Linked DNA regions of Salvelinus alpinus: region 1 is linked to region 2. Evidence: chromatin contacts called from public Hi-C data. All regions are on one chromosome and are shown on one strand. The core of a region is the stretch at or near the end of the contact, and the rest is flanking DNA. Distances in the headings are between cores, read along the strand shown.

Evidence for each region. Hi-C and Micro-C count contacts between places; a contact is called where the count stands out from the background.
Region 1: a contact with region 2 is called in a Hi-C map of red muscle, with 15 times the contacts expected there. The contact joins the promoter of LOC139563634 here to the promoter of lamtor3 in region 2. A contact is called at or near these places in 2 of 3 Hi-C or Micro-C datasets (muscle and red muscle).

What each region holds. Positions count from the first base shown.
Region 1 is chr34:27,366,140-27,373,576 of SLU_Salpinus.1, forward strand. It overlaps LOC139563634 (transmembrane protein 151B-like), which reads right to left and starts at 4,481. Exons shown (of 2, transcript XM_071382472.1): 1 at 4,031-4,481; 2 at 678-3,564. The coding sequence starts at 4,108. The coding sequence ends at 2,140.
Region 2 is chr34:27,088,395-27,096,001 of SLU_Salpinus.1, forward strand. It overlaps lamtor3 (late endosomal/lysosomal adaptor, MAPK and MTOR activator 3), which reads right to left and starts at 2,480. Exons shown (of 7, transcript XM_071382530.1): 1 at 2,352-2,480; 2 at 2,038-2,075; 3 at 1,881-1,915; 4 at 1,236-1,294; 5 at 993-1,126. The coding sequence starts at 2,046. LOC139563673 (protein YIPF7-like) reads left to right here. Exons shown (of 6, transcript XM_071382529.1): 2 at 3,868-3,991; 3 at 4,238-4,374; 4 at 4,554-4,699; 5 at 4,852-5,033; 6 at 5,179-5,650. The coding sequence starts at 3,870. The coding sequence ends at 5,341.

The sequences.
Region 1 (7,437 bases), core at 3,231-5,730, 280 kb after region 2:
TTATTTTTTGTTGTTGACCAAATTCGATACATTGACCTCCATACAAAAACTTGGTGGGCAAAACAACGAAAAAACGCCACCAGCTGGAGGGAGACAGATTTCCCGCTGAGTTGGGCCTCGCTCTTCATCAGCCATTACGCAATCCTTTCTCAAAGTCAGGGTATGGGTCGAGAAACCTGCCTATTTTCCTCGAAAGTACGTAATGTGTCTATTTCAAAGCTATACGATATTACAGTGAACAAGTTAATTATCTCACATATCTGAAGATATTCTTGTTCACGATATCATGCTAATGTCCGTTTTTGAGCTAGCACTCAATTGTCTCCCATTCACTCCTTAAAGAGAGTTTTCCTTGTCCAGTATAGCCCAGCCCAGAATGCACCGTGCCCATTGACCACGCATGGGCAACATTGACAATGGTCGTTTTCAATGGAGTTTGCCAATTTCCTCAAAAGTATCTCTGACTTGACCCGTGTGAAGCCTGCAACAGTCAAATCACTTCCGCGTCAAGTTTGATGATCCTTCAAATTAAAAGTCTGACATGTAAACGGTGAAAATTAATGTGAAGGCAAAAAATATGGAAAATGTGCACCATTATCATCATATCTTACCAATAATTTAGCACATACATTTCTAAGAGACATCATAGAGGAAAATACAATATGCACAAGCAAAAGTATAAGTATGTTGCTTTTTATTGGAAAGACAGTGTAAGTGTAGCCTAGTACAGGTGTATTTACACCTCATGAAAACCACACCAATAAATCACAGGCGTTTGGGCGACATTCTTGTTTTTTCCATAACATTTAAAATTATATTTTCCAATATTTCAATCAAAAACTTTAATCAGTATTTGTTCATGCGCTTTTTAAAATATATATATATTTTTACCTAAATGTTGGTTTGTGATCAGTACCCCACTGGGCACACACTGGTTGAATCAACATTGTTTCCAAGTCATCTCAATGAAATGACGTTGAACCAATGTGGAATAGACATTGAATTGATGTCTGTGCCCAGTGGGAGGTTTATTTTTTCAATCATTCAAAGGATACAATGTGCCTCACAAACTGGTGACAGTGTATTTATTATTTGTGATTATTTTGTTGCAATATCTTATTTGCATTGCACAATACTATGGAATTACTTTCCCCATGTCATATTTTATGTATTTTCCAGACATGTTAATATACATATTTGTCAATTTAAACACATACTTGCTACAAAGTTTGAGAATAAATATACATTAACATTCATATACAATTCAACATTTACAGCTACAATTCATCATGTCTAGTGTGACCTTAAGTGATTATTAACAAATATTTGTCAGTTGTTGGAAAGAATTTGAGCCAACTCTTATTTGAAAATATGTCTCATGTGCTTCATATTATTAAACCAATGGGAAAACCAAAACCCATCTGAAAAGTTTAGTTGTATAACTTGCAGGTGCCTTTGTTAAAAAAGTGTTGGGGCACCACTTGCAGATTAAGTAAGCAATGTTACATTTCAATAGCCTATGTGACTATCATATAGTGTTCAAATAGAACTGATACAAACAAAAGGAAGTCATAGAAACTGTGCCTTTGATGTTTGTTTTCATTTGGCAGTTATCTCGACATGTTGGTTCCAATTATGAGAGAATGGTGAAGTCATAGTTATTGCTGTTGATTTTTTCCCAGATTACTTTTATTTGAAAAACTTCTCTCTCAATGTGTTGAATAAATGTGTATTGTTATTTCATAATTAAGAGGAAGACTTTATGAAAGTATTTATGAAATGAATGCAAATACAATTATACTCAATACACTTATTAATGCATATAGAACATAGACTCCAGCATTCATCCCCACCGGCCTTGGCTTATGCCTAAAGTTTACAAAAAAATTACTTGACTGCATTGAATGTGTACATTTCTTTTTTGGTAACATCTCCATATTTTAGTGTTGTCACTGCCTAAATGTAACCCCTAGTGATCACTAGTTAAAAGGTATTGAGGGAATATGCACCTAAGATTTACATCTATCCAATCCCATTAACAATCTTATGCCATGAGGTTTTCTGTAGTTGTTAGTGTCACACGGGGCAAACATCTTTGTTCACACACAAAGTCATGCTATCTGTGAATACATTGCATTGTCATAGAGAGGTCTCCACACAGGAGCCATTCCTATGAAAGGACCTGTGATTGTGGCAGTTCTCACTACAGTGAAAAATTAGCACTGGGAAGCAGAGAGCATCTTGGTAATCTGGGGGGTCCTCGTCGTCAGTGGTTAGGCGCCCAGAAAGGCAGCGGGTGTTCTCACTGGGACTCAATTGCTCATCCAAACTGCTTCTACTCCTCCAGAAACAGCTGCGTCGCGATCCGTAGCGCCGGCCCAAGGAGAAGCGGCTGCCACTGTAGGGCACCCGGCCGACCCGCGGGCTACTGCCGGTACATATGCTGAGGGCACTCCTGGAGAAAACAGAGGAGCTGCTCATTGCCCGGTGACAGCGCTCACAGTTCTGTCTGAAACCGCCAAAGCCACCAGAGGAGCACTGGGCCAGTTCCATGAGACCGGCCTCAGAGTAGCTAGGCACTAACTGCTGGTTAGAACGGATGTGCCACTCCAGCTCTGTGCTGTCGATGGTGTTGACCCGGGGGATCCGGTGGCTGTAAGGGCGTTCATCGAGAGGCGTCATAGGGACGTAATCCGCCCCGAAGAGTTTCTCCACACGGTAATGGACGTAGGCAGTGCAGTACTCTGTGAAAACCCTCAGGGGCCACGATAAGGTGAGGAAGGATGCTGCCCAGAACACATGATGAGACACATACCATGGGTGGTGGTCAGGTTCAGAAAACACAATCACACACTCCTTTAAGTTAATGTCCTTCAGGTGCATCCCCTCCCGTGCCTCCATATAGTCATCAAGCCCCTCGTTGTCAGTGAAGAACCTTGCTCTTTGGGTGAGGTAGGAGTTCTCAGACTCCACATTAGCAAAACTAAAGCACTTGGTGAACCTCAGTTTGGTGAGTGGGGCCTTCTCCAGACCAAGCAGTTGTTTTGAGATGTCCTTCATCCCACAGTGACCATAGTCATAATCAGCCTCAGCCACATGGGTGTTGACCCGTTCGTGGTAGACCTGTGTGCTGGTGTAGGCGTCCCCATTACGATAGCGTGTGACCTGCCGAGTCCGTCTAACATAATGGTAGCTAATGGCCTTCCACCAGATGCAGGGTTTCGCTTGCTGCATCCTTTGGATACGTTCATAAATGCCCTCTACATCCATTTTATGCTGCAGCTCACTCTTGGCATTGCAGTGCCAGCACTCCACCAAGTAGACCAGGTAGAGCATGAGCAGGAAGGCCAGAGGGATGTAGATGTATCCGTCAGAACAGGGGCTGTCATGGTACATCATGGACTTGCCTTTGAAGGCACTGTCAAAGGTGAGGCGAGTCACCTTGGTGACATGACACCACACCATGGCTCCCATGCAGCCGTACATGAGCATGGAGAGCAGTAGGCATTTCCAGAAGCTCTCTCTACACAGTGACTTGCTCAGGGATTGCTTCAAGGGCCTCTGCTGTTGATTCAAAGCATGCAAAAAAGAGAGGATACAGTGTTGGTAAATGTAAACGGACACACCATTACAAAATTCTAACCATTCAACATTTGATTCCTTTGAGGACTTCCTTCTTCGATGAAGCTCCTATTTGATGCACAGCAAGGTAGCTCAGCTCTTACATTAATCAGTCTAAACCTATAGGCAATTGCAACATATAGCCTACCAACTCTTAATAGGAAAATACTTGGTAAATAGCTATTTATCTTGCAAATACTATTAACCAACATCAAATGATCAAAATAATTGTCATACCCCCTGATCGATTGTCATGAATATCCAATAATGTAGGCTATGCAACATCTGTGACGTTCAACCAAAAACATGGAAGGGGTTGGGTGCTTTATGCCTGAGGTTATGAACATGTTTTATTATAGCAAGGCTTCTGGCAATTTTATGGCAGCATAATATGATATGAGAGTGGTACCTCTTCTCTGGTGTCTTCCTCGAAAACGGTGGTTGTACTGCTCTCACTCGCTGCCGCAGCGGAGGCTGGAGGGGACATTGTGGTACCGATTAGCAGTAGGGCGTGGAGTTGCGAATTGCGCTTCAATTGCTTGCTCCGACGTTGAGATAGTCGCTTGTATTTATCCAGTGTCCTTTGTTAATTTGCACACAAATAGCTTGATCTATTTGCTAATTATAGCCTTTATACCCCTTCAAGGCAGCAGCCGAGAGATCTGCTGGCAAACATTTCATCGGATAAAACATGCAGGTAACAGACCAATAAATGACCCATTCTGAGCTGTGATAAAAATGTCGCAATCAAGAAAACATTTATGACAGCGGCAACTTGCAAGAGAATCAGTCTATTTAGAATAGTGTTTGAATTCTCCCTCACTCAGATTGAGGAACGTGACCTTGTCGGTATGCTGAAGTTATACTGTCCACTGAGCATTTTGTAGTCAACCTGAACATATAGGGTCGGCTCATACACCTGTTATAATGCCTTTGTATAATATGAATAACAACCTAACAATAATAGCCCAATAATAATAATAATATTAGCATTACTAATACAAGCCTATAACAATACTACTAATTCTAATTACGCCTACTAATACTAGACTACTAATAATACTATGTAGGCCTACTATAGCCTAATTTAATGTATACTCAATACATAACATACATAAACACAACAAAACACAGCAAAAAATTGTAAGAAAACAAAAAGGGAAAAGCAAATAGCTACTTATATGGGCAAGACATGGTGAAATTGTTATGTTGGCTATGTTTAAAAAGAGATGTCTTGAGTGCAAGTTTAACTATTGTTCTGAAATGCAAACCCTAAATGAAACAGCAGATGGCATCGTATGCACATGTACAGTGCATTCGGAAAGTATTCAGACCACTTCACTTTTTCCACATATTGATATGTTGCAGCCTTATTCTACAACTGATTAAATAGTTTTCCCCCCTCATCAATCTACACACAATACCCCATAATGACAAGGCAAAAACAGGTTTATTGAATTTTTTGCAAATGTATAAAAAAAAAAGAAGGAAATATCACATTTACATAAGTATTCAGACCCTTTACTCAGTACTTTGTTGAAGCACCGTCAAGTCCGGGCTCTGGCTGGGCCACTCAAGGACATTCAGAGACTTGTCCCAAAGCCACTCCTGCGTTGTCTTGGCTGTGTGCTTAGGGTCGTTGTCCTGTTGGAAGGTGAACCATCGCCCCAGTCTGAGGTCCTGAGCGCTCCGGAGCAGGTTTTCATCAAGGATCTCTCTGTACTTTGCTCCGCTCATCTTTCCCTCAATCCTTTTTATTATTTTATTATTTAACCTTTATTTAACCAGGTAGGCCAGTTGAGAACAAGTTCTCATTTACAACTGTGACCTGGCCAAGATAAAGCAAAGCAGTGCGACAAAAACAACAACACAGAGTTACACATGGGACAAACAAATGTAGTCAATAACACAATAGAAAAATCTGTATACAGTGTGTGCAAATGAAGTAAGGAGGTAAGGCAATAAATAGGCCAATAGTGGCAAAGTAATTACAATTTAGCAATTTACACTGGAGTGATATATGTGCAGATGAGAATGTGCAAGTAGAAATACTGGTTTGCAAAAGAGCAGAAAAACAAAAACAAATATGGGGTGAGGTAGGTAGTTGGTTGGATGGGCTATTTACAGATGGGCTGTGTACAGCTGCAGCGATTGGTAAGCTGCTCTGACAGCTGACGCTTAAAGTTAGTGAGGGAGATATAAGTCTCAGTGAAGATATAAGTCTCAACTTCAGTGATTTTTGCAATTCGTTCCAGTCATTGGCAGCAGAGAACTGGAAGGAAAGGTGGCCAAAGTAGGTGTTGGCTTTAGGGATGACCAGTGAAATATACCTGCTGGAGCGCGTGCTACGGGTCGGTGTTGCTATGGTGACCAGTGAGCTGAGAAAAGGCGGAGCTATACCTAGCAACGACTTATAGATGAATCCTGACTGGTCTCCCAGTCTCTGCCGCTGAAAAACATCCCCACAGCATGATGCTGCCACCACCATGCTTCACCGTAGGGATGGTGCCAGGTTTCCTCCAGACTTGACGCTTGGCATTCAGGCCAAAGAGTTCAATCTTGTTTCTCATGGCCTGAGAGTCCTTTAGGGGTATTTTGCCAAACTCCAAGTCATGTCATGTGCATTTTACTGAGGAGTGGCTTTCGTCTGGCCACTCTACCATTAAGGCCTGAATGGTGGAGTGCTGTAGAGATGGTTGTCCTTCTGAAAGGTTCTCCCATCTCCACAGAGGAACTCTAGAGCTCTGTCAGAGTGACCATCGGGTTCTTGGTCACCTCCCTGACCAAGGCCCTTCTCCCCCGATTGCTCAGTTTTGAAAATGGTGCAATTCACGCATGTTTCTGAGCAATCGGGGGAGAAGGGCCTTGGTCAGGGAGGTGACCAAGAACCTGATGGTCACTCTGTGGCAATGGGAGAACCTTCCAGAAAGACAACCATCTCTGCCTCACACTACCAATCAGGCCTTTATGGTAGAGTGGCCAGATGGAAGCCACTCCTCAGCTCTAGGAAGATTCTTGGTGGTTCCAAATGTCTTTCATTTAAGAATGATGGAGGTCACTGTGTTCTTGGGGACCTTCAAAGCTGAATAATTTTTTTGGTACTCTTCCCCAGATCTGTACCTCGACACAATCCTGTCTCGGAGCTCTATGGACAATTCCTTCGACCTCATGGCTTGGTTTTTGCTCTGACATGCACTGTTGACTGTGGGACCTTATATAGACAGGTGTATGCCTTTACAAATCATGTCCAATCAATTGAATTTACCACAGGTGGACTGCAATCAAGTTGTAGAAACAGCTCAAGGATGATCAATGGCAACAGGATGCACCTGAGCTCAATTTCGAATCTCATAGCAAAGGGTCTGAATACTTATGTAAATAAGGTATTTCTGTTTTTATTTTTAATACATTTGCAAACATTTCTAAAAACCTGTTTCTGGGGTATTGTGTGTAGATTAATGAAGAACAAAATTTATTTAATAAATGTTTTAATAAGGCTGTAATATAACAAAATATGGAAAAAGGGAAGGAGTCTGAATACTTTCCAGAATGCACTGTATGTGGAAAAACGAAGGCAGTAACAAGGCCTACAAAGTTGTTATATTGTTGTGTATGTTAACTGCGGCTGTTTCTATTAACAGGCCTACTGAATTTCGCGCAAAATAGATCAGAATATTTATGGGTAATTTTCCTCTCCAATACATATGCCAGCATTTATAAATAACTGAAAATTGGTAACTATTTACATTGAAATTAGGCTTATGTAAAATAGTTTCAGTATAGGCCCATAGACCTAACAATTATTAGTTAAGTCTA
Region 2 (7,607 bases), core at 1,230-3,729:
CAGAACGTTCTCCACAGCGTCTCCAGACTCTGTCACATGTGCTCAGTGTGAACCTGCTTTCATCTGTGAAGAGCACAGGGCGCCAGTGGCGAATTTGCCAATCTTGGTGTTCTCTGGCAAATGCCAAACGTCCTGCCCGGTGTTGGGCTGTAAGCACAACCCCCACCCGTGGACGTCGGGCCCTCATACCACCCTCATGGAGTCTGTTTCTGACCGTTTGAGCCGACACATGCACATTTGTGGCCTGCTGGAGGTCATTTTGCAGGGCTCTGGCAGTGCTCCTCCTTGCACAAAGGCAGAGGTAGCGGTCCTGCTGCTGGGTTGTTGCCCTCCTACGGCCTCCTCCACGTCTCCTGATGTACTGGCCTGTCTCCTGGTAGCGCCTCCATGCTCTGGACACTACGCTGACAGACACAGCAAACCTTCTTGCCACAGCTCGCATTGATGTGCCATCCTGGATGAGCTGCACTACCTGAGCCACTTGTGTGGGTTGTAGACTCCGTCTCATGCTACCACTAGAGTGAAAGCACCGCCAGCATTCAAAAGTGACCAAAACATCAGCCAGGAAGCATAGGAACTGAGAAGTGGTCTGTGGTCACCTCCTGCAGAACCACTCCTTTATTGGGGGTGTCTTGCTAATTGCCTATAATTTCCACCTTTTGTCTATTCCATTTGCACAACAGCATGTGTGATTGACTTGGAGTTACATTGAGTTGTTTAAGTGTTCCCTTTATTTTTTTGAGCAGTGTAGGTTGTGTAGATTGAAGGGAAAATACAATTGAATCCATTAGAGTAAGGCTGCAACGTAAAATGTGTTAAAGGTCAAGGGGTCAATACTTTCCAAATGCACTGTAGGTCAGTGTTTCTCAAGCTATTCCCGGGGAGCCCCAGGGAATGCACACTCATTCTAGCCCAGCACTAACACCTGACTCAACTAATCACCAAGTCTCCCCAGGCAACAATGTAAATTGTTAGTTCTAGATTTAACTTACCTGGTATGTGTTATAGTAGCAGATGATGCTCTTGTTTTTGGAGAGCCCTAGCTTACTGCCCTGGTCGGTGGCCAATGCAAAAGTGGAGAGGAAGCCTGGCCGTAGCGCATATTCTGGTGCATTATCGTTTGCCACTGAAGGATAAAATATCAGGTACACTGAGCACAACACATTGGAACATGGATAAGAAGAGGTCAACTAAATTACCTAGTTTTTAGAACAGAAGTTGTGAGGGAGACCTACCTTTGATAACTGGGACACCATCCCTGTCTGTCACTACAATTGCATGAAGACCCTCAACACTGGTGGATAAGGAGAAAAAGAGCAGCACTTGACATAAGACTTAACACCAGTCCATGGTGAGGGACATTTCTAATTAACTCCAACGGAGTGGAGCATAGACCAGACTTTATGGAATTCAGCTCAGACTACATTGAGTCGCCCAAGGTCAATACTTGAAAAACGTCAATTATGAAACACTTACCTTGTACCTATGTTTGTCCTCCATACTTAAAAAAACATTAATCAAATACAACCTACTGTTTCCTTGTTGGCACATGTACATTTGCAAAGTCGGTGGCTGTATTTAATGAACGTTTTTGGAAAAATATGGATTTCAAAGAAAGACCGGCAACTACAGAGGACAAACATAAATACAAGGTAAGCATTTCATTATTTAAGTATTGACCTTGGGCAAATCAATGTAGTTGGAGCTGAATTGCACAAAGCCTAGTCTCTGCTGCACTCGGTAGGTGGAGTTCAGAAACATCCTTAACCGTGGAGTTTAGTCTGCTACACATGACATAATTCGTTAAGTCAAACGAACTCATTAGGTTTCAGCAACAGAAGAATCACAATGAACACACCATATTCATACAACCAACATACCTTGGTAGCTGTTTGTACAAGTATCTCTTCAAGTCCTGCAACAAATGTCAATGTGTTAGCCCAAAGCAATTTGTTACACGAGTGTAGCTAGCTATAGCTTCATCTGGCTAGATGGATATAGCCAATTAGTGATTGTGCTCAAAGAATTGATACTTACATCAGCCATGGTGGAAATTTCTTTTATTCCTTCAATTACTAAAATAGAGAACTGAATTATGGCAAGGGTGTCTAACGCTAAAGAATATCAGCAGGTATTTTTGTGCTCTCCCAAGCTTCCCCTGACTTGTTGACAGCTAACGTTAGCTAGCTACAGTACGCTATAACCAGCTGATAACGTGGAAGGTTACGTAATGTTAGCTAGCTGAACTTGGTTGTTTTTAATATGTACCTTATTAACAAAATGTCATTTTCACTAGCTACAAGGTATGACAATCTTTATCGAATACTTTTAGAATGCACTGTGTTGGTTACCTTATTGAATTGTTTTACTTGGCACAAAATCTTCGATGTTTTTCTGACTCAGCTTGAGCACAAGGAAATCACATGACTGACTTGTTCAGCTAGGAAGAGGCGAAGCGAGAGGATTTACTCAGCCCAGATTGTTACTGCGTGCGATAAGCCCTTTTTGTATGGTCTATGAGAGAGTGCCGAATTACGTAAGGCTTATTTGATCGAATATACGTTTCGTAATGTTTAGGCTCTTACAAATGTACTAATATAAGTGGATGCAAATTGAATTCCGGCAAATTTGATAAAAAACAACTTAGTTGTGCATGTGGTTGACACGGGTATCTGCCCTCTAATTGGTTAGAATGGTCCCACCTGATCTCGCCGCCTGCCTTCCATCTTGGTCAAGTCAGTGCCATCTGCGACCCTTGGGACGTCCCTACTCTAAACCTAACCTTAACCCCTACCCAAACCTTAACCATAACCCTTACCTTAACTATTTTAAATGTAAACTTCAATGGGGTAGGGACGTCCCAAGGATTCCGGATAGCATTGACTCCTCCATATTTGAGGACATGTATTGCCATTGTTAGAGCGGTCACTCAACTATCTTGTCAATATAATAGATCATCTTTGACTTGACCCATGTTGAGCCAGCAACATCCGGGTTACGCTGTTCGAAAATGTTTCAAAATAAGAGCCCTGTCAACAGTGGAAATTGTTAATTCTGTTCTGTAGCACCGAGTATCCAAAACCATTGCATTTCTGCAAATGGATGTAATGTGCATTACCAAACCTCCAAACCTAGCTGAATGAAAAAGAAAAAAGAGCGCAATTAAGAAATAGATTAAATAGAAAGTGGGCTACTTAGTCTGCTTCTCAGGGTTTGTCATTCCCCAAGTTTAAATATAGTAAACTATTTATAGTACATCCCCACATAGGCGTCAACTTTTCTTCCCAAACTCTCCCTTGACAACATAATAAGAGGTCTTGCTGAGAATTTACCTCAAGGTTTGAAATCTGAATTTAGCAATAAGGCTCTGTGTGGGATGTGATTGTACTTTAATGAAGTGAATAGACTCTGGTTGATTTCACAGGCATACATATTTCTGTTGGCTGTTTCTTATGCATGTCTATTTAGTGTTGCTACTAGGCCACTGGTGCTGTGACTGTAAACAGACTTTCAATGGGCTGGTACAGGCCTCCAGATCCAATCAAATATGTGCTGATGAGACCTCATTCTATTGAGATAAGCAATCCCAGTTACAAAATATGATCTTGCCTTATCAGTTTGAGTGAAATCTTAAGGATACCTGGCTTGCTATTTCTGCTGTAGTGTGAGTATGCTGTTGACCAAAGGATAAAGCGCAATAGCTATTTGTATTATCATTTGTAGTTTATGTAATTGTGATTTGGTTGACAACTAGTTTTGTGATATGTGAGACTCAAACTGAGCACCACTCCTCAAAAGGCTAGCCCCTCACTTCATTCTACTGTTACAGTCATGATCTTTATCTAATCATCTCTGCCTACTCTATAGCAATGGGGGACTTTCAGCAATTTGAACAGGGCTTCTACCAGTCAGGGTATTACATCGATGACCAGGGACAGGTGGCCTACGACTATGGCAATGGCTATGACCATAACCCAGAGTATGAGGATGAGTAAGTATATGGGGTAAACTCTACATTCCTAAACTCTTCATTCAACTTTTGAACTGGGATTGGGAAGATTTGAATGTGTCAATAAGTCTAACTCATAATATATAATTTTGTTTTCTTAAGGTCAATTACATTATGCCATGATAGAAAGGGAGATGTACAATGGGGGCACATCCCTCACATCTTCCCCTACTTTTTTGAAAGGAAAGTAGATACATTTAGCCAGTAAGATTTTTGTTTTGTTATTAGTGGCATAGATGTGTCCATGCCTGGTGTGTTCACCCCCTCTACGGGCCAGGCCTTCCAGCCTTCAAAGCCTGCTGGGACATATCAATACACAGCTGGAACAGATGGATCATTTGAAGAGGAGCCTCCGTTGCTGGAGGGTAAGACCTGAGTCACGAGTACTGCTCTAACTGCTGGTTTATTCAACACATTGTTTTATCTCCGGATTAAATCTTTAACAGAAATCAAATTAAATAAGTAACATATTTCAATGTGAAAGTGTATATGAGTCTTCTCATATTCACATCTGTTTTTATTCCTCTGTTTTGTATTTGTGTAGAGCTTGGCATTAATTTTGAACACATATGGCAGAAGACGTTGACAGTGCTGAACCCTATGATGCCAGCAGATGGCAGCATCATGAATGAGACCGACCTGACGGGCCCTATTCTGTTCTGTATCGCTCTGGGTGCCACTTTACTTATGGTGAGGAACCTCCGGAGCAGCTCATGTCCGTGTGTGTGTGTGCGGCACGTTTTCACAGCCCAAGTCATCATGAGACACTATTCAAATAAAAAGCATTTGTAGCTATGTAAATGTGCATGTACTGTACTGAAAACATTTACTCTTTTATGTAGGCAGGCAAATCCCACTTTAGCTATGTCTATGGGATCAGTGCCATCGGCTGCATGGCGATGTACACCCTGTTGACCCTGCTGAGTTCCCTGACTGTATCCTATGGCTGTGTAGCCAGCGTTCTGGGCTACTGCCTCCTACCCATGGTGGCACTATCTGCATTCGCAGTCATCTTTTCCCTACAGTGAGTAGGCCTATCCAGTCCAGAAAAAATAAAAAGGTTGCCTAAATAATATTGTGTAAAACAACTAAGATTGGCTCATCTTGATTTATTTTCTGTCATGTCCTTTGTTGTAACTTTTTTGAAATCTTACTTGATTTCCATCCAGAGGGATCATTGGAACTATCCTGGCCTTGCTGGTGATTGGCTGGTGCAGTTTCTCAGCTTCCAAGATCTTCATCTCCACCCTGGCTATGGAGGGCCAGCAGCTGTTGGTAGCGTACCCCTGTGCCCTGCTTTATGGAGTCTTTGCCTTGCTAACAGTGTTCTAAAGGCCACTACTGTCGCTGACTGTCAACAGAGATCACATTTGAGGCACTACGTATCCCATATGGGTATCAGTGCGGTATATGGGTGTGAAAATAACATTGAGTTATAGTTATATAGAGTTGTATTCCTTTCTTTTTTGAAATGGGGACTGGTTTCTTCTTGGGGGTTACTTTACATTGTGAAAAATGTAATCTGGGTGTGTGATTGGTTGACATTTGTGCATTGGAATGTGCCAAGAAATGTAATTTGAAATGTTACATTGTGTCAAAAGGCAATACTGACTTAAATTTGAATTATGGAACCAACAAAGACCATGTTTAAAAGCTATTCAACTTTATTTAATCAAAAAAAAAAATGAAGTATTTTTTTACAGTAATCCAGTGTTTAAAAAAGAAAAACACTACACAACCAAAAGTATGTTTTACTCAATGTATGTGAACACCTGCTAGCTGAACATCTCATTTCAAAATCATGGGCATTAATATGGAGTCGGTAGTCGGTCGCCCATTTGCTGCTATAACAGCCTCCACTCTTCTGGGAAGGCTTTCCACTAGATGTTGGAACATTTCTGCTGGGACTTGCTTCCATTCAGACACAAGAGCATTAGCGTGGTTGGGCACTGACATTGGGCGATTAGGCCTGGCTCGCAGTCAGCGTTCCAATTCATCCCAAAGGTGTTTGAGGTCAGGGTTTTGTGCAGGCCAGTCAAGTTTTTCCACACTGATCTCGACAAACCATTTCCATATGGACCTCGCTTTGTGCACAGGGACATTGTCATGCTGAAACAGGAAAGGGCCTCAAAGTTGAAAGCACATAATCATCAAGAATGTCATTGTATGCCAACCTAAGAAAATGTCATTGTAGTGTTAAGATTTCCCTTCACTGGAACTAAGGGGCCTAGCTTGAACCATGAAAAACAGCCCCAGACCATTATTCCTCCTCCAACAAACTTTACAGTTGGCACTGCCATTCGGGCAGGTAGCGTTCTCCTGGCATCCGCCAAACCCAAATTTGTTAATTGGACTGCCAGATGGCGAAGCGTGATTCATCACTCCAGAGAACTGCTCCAGAGTTCAATGGCCGCTTGCTTTACACCACTCCAGCCGAAAGTTGGCATTCCGCATGGTGATCTTAGGCTGGTTTGCAGCTGCTCAGCCATGGAAACCCATTTCACAAAGTTCCGATGAACAGTCCTTGTGCTGACGTTGCTTCCAGAGGCAGTTTGGAACTCAGTAGTGAGTGTTGCAACCGAGGACAGGCGATTTTAACAAATGCTGATGCTCCAAATACTCAACTAGTCTAAAGAAGGCCAGTTTTATTGCTTCTTTAATCAGAACAACAGTTTTCAGCTGTGCTAACAGAAGGGTTTTCTAATGATCAATTAGTCTTTTAAAATGATAAACTTGGATAAGTTAACACAACGTGCAATTGGAACATAGGAGTGATGGTTGCTGATAATGGGCCTCTGTGCGCCTATGTAGATATTCCATAAAAAATATGCAGTTTCCAGCTACAATAGTCATTTACAACATGAACAATGTCTACATTGTATTTCTGATCAATTTTATGTTATTTTAATGGACAAAAAAATGTGATTTTCTTTCAAAAACAAGGACCCTAAGTGACCCCAAATTTTTAAACGGTAGTGTATATCCCCCCAATAGAATCCCCATACATTAACGATGACAGCTTCTCCATCCTAGAGGGGGAGATCAACCATTTCCAGGCCCAGGGACATGTACTAGTCTGTGGCTACCTAAATGCCAGAACTGGACAAGAACCTGACACTCTCAGCACACAGGGGGACAAACACAAACACATAGTCAATGGTAGGCTTTGAGGAGACTCCTATGGTAGGTACTCCTACAGCTCATCCCTTGGCTGTAGATTACTGACTGTAGATTACTGACCTCAACCCAGACTCTCTCAGAGCGTTCACTGTCAGCCCACTAACACCTCGATCAGATCACAGCAAAATCACAGTCTACTTGAACAGAGCAATACTCAATCATGAGGCATGAAAGCCAAAGGAACTGCACAATATTAAGAAACGCTACAGATGGAAGGAAAGTAGGGTAGAAACCTTCCAAAAATCAATTAGGCAACAACAAATTCAAACCCCTTTAGACAACTTCCTGGACAAAACATTGCACTGTAATAGTGAAGGTGTAAATGTGACAGTAGAAAGCCTAAACAGTTTATTTTACCTTTCAGCTTCCCTATCAAATCTAAAAATGTCAAGCAGACAACCTAAGAAAATGAAAAACA